Regions from separate parts of the Gossypium hirsutum genome. Here region 1 is linked to region 2. The links are chromatin contacts, called in public Hi-C maps. All regions are on one chromosome and are shown on one strand. The core of a region is the stretch at or near the end of the contact, and the rest is flanking DNA. Distances in the headings are between cores, read along the strand shown. Region 1 holds the start of LOC107917671 (putative uncharacterized protein DDB_G0287975). Region 2 has its middle 24 kb from the start of LOC107917600.

Region 1 (5,124 bases), core at 1,205-3,704, 97 kb before region 2:
TTTCAATCGGATTTCTTTCCATTTTTTTTAATTTGTATCGCATATTTAACCTTATTTTCATTTAAATCGATGGTCAAACGGTGCTGTTTCTGCGATTGATTTGGATTATCTCAAAGTTTGCGTATAATTGCTGATTTGGTCCTTCATTTTTAAAATAAAATTTTAATTTAATACTAATTTAGTTTTCTTTATCAAACTTCAACGTTATTTTTTATTCTATTTTTTTATATTATAGTATTTAATATTCTTTATAATATTTATTTTGATAGTGTTTAAGTTTACTATTATTATAGTCTAAATTATAATGAATTATTATTTTAGTTTGCTTTTTTTTTATATTTTCAAAACCATTATACATCAATATTTTGAATCTATTGTATATCATTTTATTTTGTTTTCTTGTTATTATTATTTTATTTTCATTTGAAACTTTGGTTTTAAAATTTATGGATTATTATTTTTAATTTCAAAAACGTTTTCTTCATATTTTATCTTGCTTTCAAAGTTTTTTGAATAAATCTGTTATTATATTCATATTTTTTTATTTTTACTATTGGCTTAATATTATTTTCAAACCTATTAATAGTATTATTTCTAAGATATGATACACTATTCTTTTAAAATTATTATCAATATGTTTTAAATTTACAAACCTTTTTAAAAATTTTTTTATATACTTTTATTTTTTCCAATTTGATACATTATTATTTATTTTATCACACTTAATATATTTTAAGAATTTGACATGTTACTTTATATTTCTCAATAATGTATTTTAGAATATAGTTCCAAATTTTATTTTCACCATGATATCTCGTGACTATTATATCTATATATATAATTTATATGGAATTGTTGGTGTATACAAATAAATGTAAAGTATAATAGATTTCAACTTATAAAATTTTATACGCGTTTCATACATAAGTATCTTATTTCTTAAAGGAAGTTATTTATTTTGCTTGCTTTGGTTTAATTATTTATTATTAAATTGTTTCTAAATATCTTTTTTCAAAAATATCTTTATGAGATTGATTATTGATTTATTAGATACTTAATCATTAATGTTGATGTATTATATGTTTGGTTGCTGCATATTCTAAACTTGGTTTGTTATTCATCATCTGCTTTATATATTGCTATTCAAATTATGTTGTTTGCAAAAATTGCATTTCTTTAAAGCATTACAATCGTTTTATTTCAAATTTCTAAAAAGGGCTTGGTGTTTATGAGTTCTCGAGAGAATTGTGCCCTAACTTACTGGGCTTCAATTCTTCTCAATGAATTTATATCATCAAGTATCCATTTTATTAAAACTATACAATTGTTAAAATAAAGCTCTTAAGATTACAAAATGTTGGATCCTAACTTACTGAATGTGGCATTTTGTTGTCTCGATAAAAATAAAGGCAATATTTGAGGTTTAAGAATTTCGAGAAATTGAATCCTAACTCACTGAATTTTGATTTCTCGATTGACTTAAACAATCAAGTAACCTTCTTTAAACTCATGATTTTCATAAAAAAAGAACACATTTAATTTCGAAGATAGAATTGTAACACCCTAACTCACTGGGTGTGATAATTTATTTCTTCGAAATAAGTACGTCTTATCATTCAAGCTAGTTCATCCAAGTTTTCTAATCAAGGACCGTATTTTTAAAATCTTTTCAAAAATTCGAAAATAAAATATTGAACAATCAAATCGGTACCAATTTTGGGCGTTACGAGGGTGCTAACCCTTCCTCGTGCGTAACTGACTCCCGAACCTATTTTCTCAAATCTCGTAGACAAAATTTGTTTTAAGGTGAGCCGATCACACCCTAATAAAATATCAGTGACGACTCCCATTTATTTTAAAAAGTCGATTCCTTTTTTTCAAATTTAAAAATGGTTTCGACAGCCGGCTTTTAGGATCGACAGGAATAGCTGACTAAGACGATTCTGCACGATTGGGGTTCTTCGGTTGGCTTGGGCAGAGGGACTGCATGGGGCTTGCTGGTTCGGCTGCAGTTGGGTTTGGTTGGTTGGCTCCGAGGGGATCTCTCGCTCTGGACACCGTGGGGTTGTCTGCGATTCGCTGCCGCTACCGTTGGTCACCTCCTTCTCCCCACTTTAGCTGATCGGCAAGCTTGGCGTTGCATCTTTCGGCTTTGGCTGCTGCGAACCACGGATTCTGTTGTTGACAGCTCCTTCCAGGGTTTGTTTTGTTTTTCTTTTGGCGGGAAGTTGCTTGAACTGGATTTGTCTTTGTTTGTTTTTGTTTTTTTGTTTTGGGCTTGGCCCAGGTGTATGTTCGTTTTGTTTTGGATTTCTGCTTGTCTTTTTTTGCTTTGTTTTCCCATAAATGACCCAGTTTACATAATTGGAAAAGAATTTTGAGTACAGGGTCCGGCCATATACCCCTGTCAAGCCCATAAAAATTTGGAAAGTTGAATTAAGGGTAAAAAAGGAATTTAGCACTGTCAAAAGCATCCCCCAATGTAAGAGCCGCGCCACTGCGGCGGCCGATTCCCCCAAAATTCAATTTAAATGTTCCCCGTTTCTCTTGAATCAATCAATTATCCAACCGTTTTTGTTTGCAGATAAAGTGGGAAAGAAAAAGAATGCAGATCCAGGTAAAGTGTAGTTGTGGGGCAGAGAAGTGCCCTGAATGGGCAATTATCGAATTGCAAGGCGTGGTTGAAGTGCAGCCTTCTTTCCAGCATTCTCTCCAAAACCTCCAAATCGGACTGCTTTGCCGCCCTTCTTCCCAGGTTTTTTTTTTGCTTTTTCTTTTAGATTATTACACTGATACGCCCCATTACACTTTCATGTTAACTAAATCTGCAGGAGAATTACACTTTCACGGTCGGCTATCATGAATTAACGGGGTCCAAAGTGGCCCTTAAGAAGCCCATGGTGGTTCTCAAGAAAATTAAGTACATGGACGTGGCTACTTCTTCTTCATCATGCGTAGAGCTCGATGTTGTTGGAGTTATTCGCCACAAGATTTTGTTCAAGACCAGGCCCACGGCCTTGATCTCTGGTTAGCTTTACCTAATCATTTCTGAAAATAAATAAATAACTTTTATTCTCCTCTTGAAGTTGCTAACATAGGCAAAACCTTATCAAGCTTGTATATTTCTGATATTTTATTGTTGTTTTGAACAGGACCACAACCCACAGTTAAGGAAAAGATTAATGCGGCAGGTGCCTGATGGTACTTGAATGTTTCTAACTTGCTAAATGCTTGTTTAATTAACTATGTCAGTGGTGCTTGTTGTTTTGAGATGCTTTCTTTTGTTTTTGCCCCCTTGATCTACTCATCGTCTAGGTAGTCATGTTTTGGCTGTGTAATATTAATTAATTGTTTTATATAAATTTTGATGACACTTGTTAAATCTCCATTAATGAAGTCTTAGCACAGTTGGTAAAAGTGGAGGTTTGGGTTTTAAGTATCTAGATTCAAAATTCATTGTATAGGGTATCTGAATCCCACCATGAGTTGTAAGTTTTAGTTCAGTTACTCAGTTTTAATTTAGATTCTTCCAGTTTTTAGTTTGTTTGTGCTGAACTGTAAAAATTTGATTCTAAACTTTGTGATTATTAAGACATATTTGTATTGGTATCCTTGTGACTTCAAAAATTGGCTAAATCTAGTGTGGTATAATTATGTGTCATGCGAGGCTTAGATTTAAACATGATTCTTGAAAAGTTGGTTCCATGGTATTGTTTCTTGATGTGCTCATTCTTTATGCTATGGCATTTAAAGAGATACTTATCTTCTTCCCTCAACAATTTGTTGTTTATCCACTAACAGCATGCAAACCCAGTTCAAGAAGAAGCTATTTGGATGAAGTGACACCATGTGTTTTATGATATAAATAGCATCATGCATCATGGGATACAACTTGTAAGACATTAGTATCATCTGAATTTCACATATTAACATAAAGCATAGCTGGGCAGAGTATGGAAAAAATTTCTGATTCAACTTTCTATTAGTATAAGATCTAAAGGGATATTTGAAGAAGCTACAAAGCAACTCTAACATCAAATCAAATTTACTGGAAATCATATGTATATATATACTTTACTTGTTTGTATACTGGTGTAAAAACAGATTTAATTATTTTATTTATTTCAATTAAATATAAATAAATGTGTTTACTGGGAATCGAATTTTATTTTTCCTTTTTACTATGTAATGATTAGAAATGTAAGATATATATGAATAGATTCATAGTTTGTACACGGTTTAATAACAAAATGTTACTTTTAACATTAACATAACACACTTTAAAACCCAAGTTACTTCAAAATCAACCCTGAATTGAAATAAAAATACAATATTTAAACATATAAATATATAGGATTACCAATGTTTGATGAAAATATATTTAAAATTTTTAGTCTGAAATAAAACATTAAAATATAAATGAAAAATTAGTTATTATATATAGATTATCAAATAAAAAATAATTATGTCTTATTACAACAATCAATTAGTAAGTTAATTTATAAAGCGGCTTTAGTTCTTAATTAGTCACACTATTACTCAAAATAAAAATATTATTTTATTCTTAATTGTGAAAATTATAATTGTTTAATATCAGGATATAACATTTTTAAATTATGAGTTTATACTTCTATTCATAAATTACAGAAAGATAAGTATGTAGTTTGTTCTCTAAACTTATTCAAAAGTATATTGTTGGTACTTGAATTTTTTTTTTTGTGACCTAGTTGATATCTAAATTTGTAACCTGTCACTTAAGTTGTACATTTGCACTAACATTGTTAGTTTATGTTGACGTGACACTGATGACCATCTAATGATAACACGTGATAGTCTTTCAGTATGACATGTGTTGGAGATAAACTAAAAAAATTAAAAATATATAAGTTAATAAAAAATGTAATATAAAAATTGAATCTAGACAAAATAGCTGTCCAGATGCATCTAAATTTGGACAATTATTTGACCAGATTTATTTTAGATGTATTTTTAGTAAGTTTATATATTTTTAAATTTTTTTAAAAATATATATGTTTTTGGGTTATTGTTATTTTTAAAATATATAAAATATAAAAATATCTACCATTAAATATATATATATAAATTTACAATATAATATATATA
Region 2 (5,611 bases), core at 2,149-4,648:
ATCATGTGACATCGCCAGATTCGGCCATAACATCCAGGCCGGGTTTGAGGTGTTACATTGATGACAAAAACAAAGAATGTCTTATCCAAAATGCTACCAAGGGATGGCTTCAACTTGCAACTCAATTCAAAATCCAAAATTCAAACTCCCAACATCTCATTCATGAGGAGACAAGGGAGTTAGAATGGATTGATGGTGAGTTACAAAACATAACATGAATGGCTTTGAAAATGGATGTTACAAAGTTGGAAAGGAGTTACATCCATGCACACATATATGGACGGTTTGCATGGCTAGGTTGACCAACATTTGATCAATTTTTTTTTGAAAAAAATGAGAACATGGAGACTAGAACTTAGTTCACTAAGGAGTTACTTAAGGTACTTAACCACTATGTCATTCCACTTACTTGTTAATGAACTAACAACAACAATTAAAATTTTGGGATGTGACAAAAAACATCCCTAAACAAACCCTTTTCACTATATATATATTTCGTTCTCCCTAATGGAACTTGACAAGTGTCGATTGTATCCAAAATTTCTCCTAATAAATGGCTTACAAAATGAGAGAAATATAAATGAGGATTCTGTACATATATTATTTGACCTATCAATTCAGTTGGCTCCTAACCAGATCACATTACAAACCCAATTAGCATAGTGCTCAAGCAAAATGGGTGTACCATACTTTTGGCAGTAATCTTACTAAGCTTATTCTTTGCTTGTCATATTCTTTTCTTAAAAAGCAAAATACCCTGAGATAAAATCTTTAATTACTTTTATGGTGGATATTGTACGCCAAACTCTAATATGCTAGAATACTGCTAATAGGCGGACTACACTATGCCAAACAGATAACTTCACATGTACATATCTTCTAATTGGATCCTCCAGATTTGGTGGTGTGATAATGTAGCCTAATTGAGTTTATATTTAATGAAAATTTGATGATTAACTATTGTGTTTACCTCAGTAAAGGCAATAGAAATGAAACTTATGATAAGTGAAGAAAAATGTATGAAAACTTAAGTATATATGTATGTATGTATGCATGTAAGCATGTATGTATGTATGTGTATATGGATATGTTTGGAAACTAAAGTAGAGAATTACATATTATATGAAGCATTTATGAATATTTAGGTATGAATTCCATAAAATGATAAGTTAATAAACCATAAAAGTGTAAGTTGAGCCCTATAAGTTGATTAACTTAGATGAATTTATTAATAGTATTAAAATGTGGTTTAACTGAATTGAAAAAGACGTGTTTATTGAGGACTCAACATTTACCAAGTGTAGGATAAGTAGGTTTATCCATTGTTACTTACTGAGCTTATTAAGCTCATGCATTAGTTGTTTAAACACGTAGATACTGGATTTTTCGAAAAGTTGTTTTTCCAACTTGGAGGCTTTGCATCACCTTCCATTAGAGGTTATTATGTATTTATAATAGTTATTATGGTATGTCAATTTTTGCATGTGCACAGCGACTTAATTGAATATAGTGTTTGTAAATTTGATTTGAAATTAAAGTCATTTTAATGTAATTATTCAAACTTTATTCTGTTATTTGACTTGAATGTGTTTACACTTTTTTTTATAAGTTAAAATGTTTTTTCAAATTGAAATTTTATGTTTTGGAACATATGGTAATGATATGGACATGTTAAGGCTTGATTTTAAGTGTTTTTTAGTCAATTTTCAACTTCAAGGGCCTTGTTTGGCAAAATGCTTTCCAGAATAGTATAGGGACCTAGGTTTGGACCCTTAGGCCTTAGGTATTGATACCTAGGGTCTTGATAGTACTATTGCACTGTTTTGTGAAAAAATGATCCCTCCAAGGCTTATGTATTGTCTTGGGCACCTCCGATCACCCACCGGACCACTTCAAATGATTTTAAATTGATTCTGTTGGAAAAATAGATTTTTTGGAAGCTTTGAGGCATATTTTTTATTCGTAAAGGTGGATATTTGGATCATAAAATTATGGTTTTATATTCTACTCCATGAGACCTTTACAACGATATATCATACGCTCAAAATACTTAAGTGATAAGTGAGAAATTGATGCTCAAAGTAAGCCACTTGTGAATTATGTTGAGGAAAATGAAAAGATTAGTCCCATATTGGTTAGATATCAAGTGTGGAATATGTTTATATATGTGAACCAACTTGGTGATTATTGAATGACTAAACTAATGTTCTCCCTCAATAGAGCTCCTTTAATTCAAACATTAATTTGGGTTTAATGGCTCCATTAGTCAAAATTTTCCATAATCTGCAAGCAAAGATGCACACTGAAGGTGGCCGAATCTGTCTTAAGGAAACTGTGAAAACAAGCTTCAACTACTAGTCCGTTTTTCCTGCCTACCTGTGAGTATAATATTTTGATCCAGTCTTTATTTCTGTTTCTTTTTAGATTTCATATATGTATATATGTATATCTATATTGTTTTCGTTCGATCTTGTGATTTAAATAAATATTTTACATTACTGTTTATTTCATTAACGTGTCTGCAACAGATTCTAAAGCCTTCAAACTATCTTAAAATTGATTTAAGAATTTTATAAAAATGTTTTAAGGTAGAAGTAATTAGAAAACCTCTATCTTTCCTTAACTTGAATGACCCCTGTTTTAACCTAAGAAACTTCAAACACTCGTTTTACGACATAGAAATGTTTCTATAGGTTTTCAAGTATCTAAATGATTTATAATTATGTTTAAAATTTTTTTAAACATTCATGTATGATGCAAACAAGTACTTTAATAATAGAAAGATTTTGGTCAAAATTTGAAATTCTTTCGATAGCACTTATCATCTATACCGTACGTTGAAACGGATGAAGATTGTTACAACCTTACTCCAATGTCCTAGTCACATTGTTGTTGTAACTACGGTTAGACTTCCTTGCGGACTACATTATATAGATGCCGATCCTCGTACTAGCGTCCATGTGATGGGTGCTATAAAGTTATTTTGCCAGCACAGTGTCTTGAGACAACACTCTACATGACGTTATACAATTTAAGATTCAATCAAAGAGTTGGAATCACCCATAGAACTTGTCAGTTATGCTTTGTTTATTCAAAACAAAATAATTCACCCATATTTGATTTCATATTCAGTTTCTCCTCAAACTATATCCTTTTATTTTATTTTTAATGTTAAAGAATAAATATGAAAGTGGTGGAATTATGCTTCTCGGCATTTATTTGTGTTGGGCTCTTGAATCCATTTAAGACCCAAATGCCCAAACTGCGAAACTCTTCCTAAACATAACATAACTCAAAGTTTGTAAAACAAAAACCTCTTTTGGAGAAAAACACAATGTCATTGTTACCCTTCTTTCACATCTACATGCACCTTCTACTCTAGGCCTTGCTCTCTCTATCACTCACTCTAATCCTCACTTTCTTTAAAATCCCTATTTTCTTTCTCACAGGTCTCCACACTTACGTCCACCCTGAAAAAGCAGGCAGCGCCAACAATGCTTCCTTTGGTCTTAGAGCTGCTGCTCGTAGACCTTTCTCTGATTCAGGGTCTCAACTTGATGGTCACCATTATTTGTCATCAATACCCAATGGGGAGCTAAAAAAGAGGAACAAATCTAAAGTCAAGTTCGATTTCGATGAGAACAATGCCCATATTTTTAGGCTGAAACTCGAAGAGGGTCATCCTCAAACAAGGCTCTTTTTCAATGAGTATCGAAATTCTTTCGATTTCTCCTTTCTAGGCATTTCATGTTTGTGTCTTTCCAAGTGTTTAGGTGAGTCTGAGCCGGGTTTTGGGGTTCTCATAAATGGGAACTTAATACCGGTTATTTTTGGATTTATTGGTTTAACCAAAGCGTTTTTGGCACTTACAAAGATATCGTTTGAGAACTCTGCTTCTAAGAGATCAGAGAAGTAATTTAGTGCCATTTTTGGCGTTTTGGGGTTTCTTGTAGGGATTATGATTTGTTCTAGAATTGGACTGCCAGTTTTCGATTTCCATTTCGATTCAGTTGAAGGGTCTTGGAGGATTCTTCTTGCTATTTTGATGGGATTCCTTGCTAGTTTTTTGTATATGCTTGCCGGCAAGAATGCACGATCCTTTTGGCTTGGAACTGATCAACTTAGGTGGAATTTGTCCATAATTTCTTGCGGATGGTTTGCTAGAACGATTTTATATGCCAATTATATGTTAACTTTGTTGACAGCTTTACTTTGGATTAATCCATTAGCTGAAATCCTTGTTAACAAGAATAGTTACAATGGTGGGGTTGCTGACAAATTGGTGGGAAATGTGGGTTTCTCAAAATTGGATTTTACCAAGCTTAGGATTTTGTGCTTATTGCTTTCTGCAGTTTTACAAGTTGTGGCTTTACGTTCAAACCTGTAAATGTTTTTGAATGAAGCAGTTTTGTTTTGGTATCAAAGGTTACATGCCAGTAAGGCCTCAGATTTGGATTTTAGCCGTGCAAAAATTTTATTGCACAACCACTACTTATGCCTTGCAGTTTTGCAATTATTTACTCCACCGATATTGGTACTTGTTTTTCTTGGATTATCTCAGGTTGACACTAACTCATTTGACAAATACAACTTGGTTTGTGGTTTATTGCCTTGTTCTGATTTTATTGAAGAAGCATCCTTATTTATGGCTTGGTGGATTATATTTGTGTGGGTGGTTATTACATCAGCTAGTCTGGTTTTTTATTGCCATGCTACTTTGTATATTTTCTGATAACTCAGTTTGTTTTGCATTAGCCTTTAGAATTTGGCCCTTGGCTTGGAATTTTTGCCTAATTTTGGATAGAGATTGTTTTGCTTGAACCAGATTATTATAGATGTTTTAATACATGGGGCAAGAAAACTGTTTTTGGATGGTGTTTCATTTTTGTTTATTTCATTTACCACTCCTATATTCTTCCCTGTTTAAGGATGTAGTTGGAACTCTTTAGAAGTGTTCAAGTGTAGGATGATGTGAACTACAGTTGAAGCTTTTTCAGTTTCATATCTATCACTAGTAAGAGAGGCATAAATGGCTGCAGGATGCATATCTGGATTTCTGAGCAACTGAGCTACTACCAGGTGATATATTTGTTATCATTGCTCCATATAAATAACTGTTTATAAACCAAGCAATATAATTTCCCAGCACACTATCATCAATGTTTTCCCTCTATACTATCATGTGGAGTGTAAGGACTGTGTATTGCTTTATGATATCTTGACCTGCATTTTGCTCTCATAAGGTACATAATGTTTTCCCATTACATGCTACAAAACTATAATCCTATCATTAAGCTGCCATGTGAAAACATGCTATAATTGATATAAGTTTTTTTACTATTATTTAAGTAGTATGATTTTGGATGAATAGTTTTAGATTATTTAGGGATATTAAAGTGTCTGTTCCTCACTATCTGTCTTCGACTTTTGGAGTACCTTTACATGTCCGTATTTATAGTTTTAAACTCAAAAGCTATACAATTGTTTGCAGTGGCTTTTTACGTTTGATTGACAGACTACTCTTATCATTATCGAGAGGTGTATCCTGCTTGTCTTGTATATATGTAGGAAATGGAATTTGTTGCCATGACCTGTGAGGAGAAACAGAGAC

Evidence for each region. A called contact is a pair of places that touch in the nucleus more often than the background predicts.
Region 1: a contact with region 2 is called in a Hi-C map of leaf, with 2.9 times the contacts expected there. The contact joins the promoter of LOC107917671 here to the enhancer-like site in region 2. A contact is called at or near these places in 2 of 34 Hi-C or Micro-C datasets (anther and leaf).

The regions. Positions count from the first base shown.
Region 1 is chrD08:36,051,978-36,057,101 of Gossypium_hirsutum_v2.1, reverse strand. It overlaps LOC107917671 (putative uncharacterized protein DDB_G0287975), which reads left to right and starts at 2,454. Exons shown (of 4, transcript XM_016846973.2): 1 at 2,454-2,755; 2 at 2,832-3,027; 3 at 3,153-3,201; 4 at 3,802-4,155. The coding sequence starts at 2,606. The coding sequence ends at 3,199.
Region 2 is chrD08:35,955,803-35,961,413 of Gossypium_hirsutum_v2.1, reverse strand. It overlaps the pseudogene LOC107908718. Among protein-coding and RNA genes, the nearest start is that of LOC107917600, 24 kb to the right of the region's middle. Within about 2 kb of position 3,398, at least 7 of the 9 cell types and tissues checked have an H3K27ac peak or open chromatin away from gene starts, as enhancers often do. A contact at or near this core is called in leaf, where this site is marked.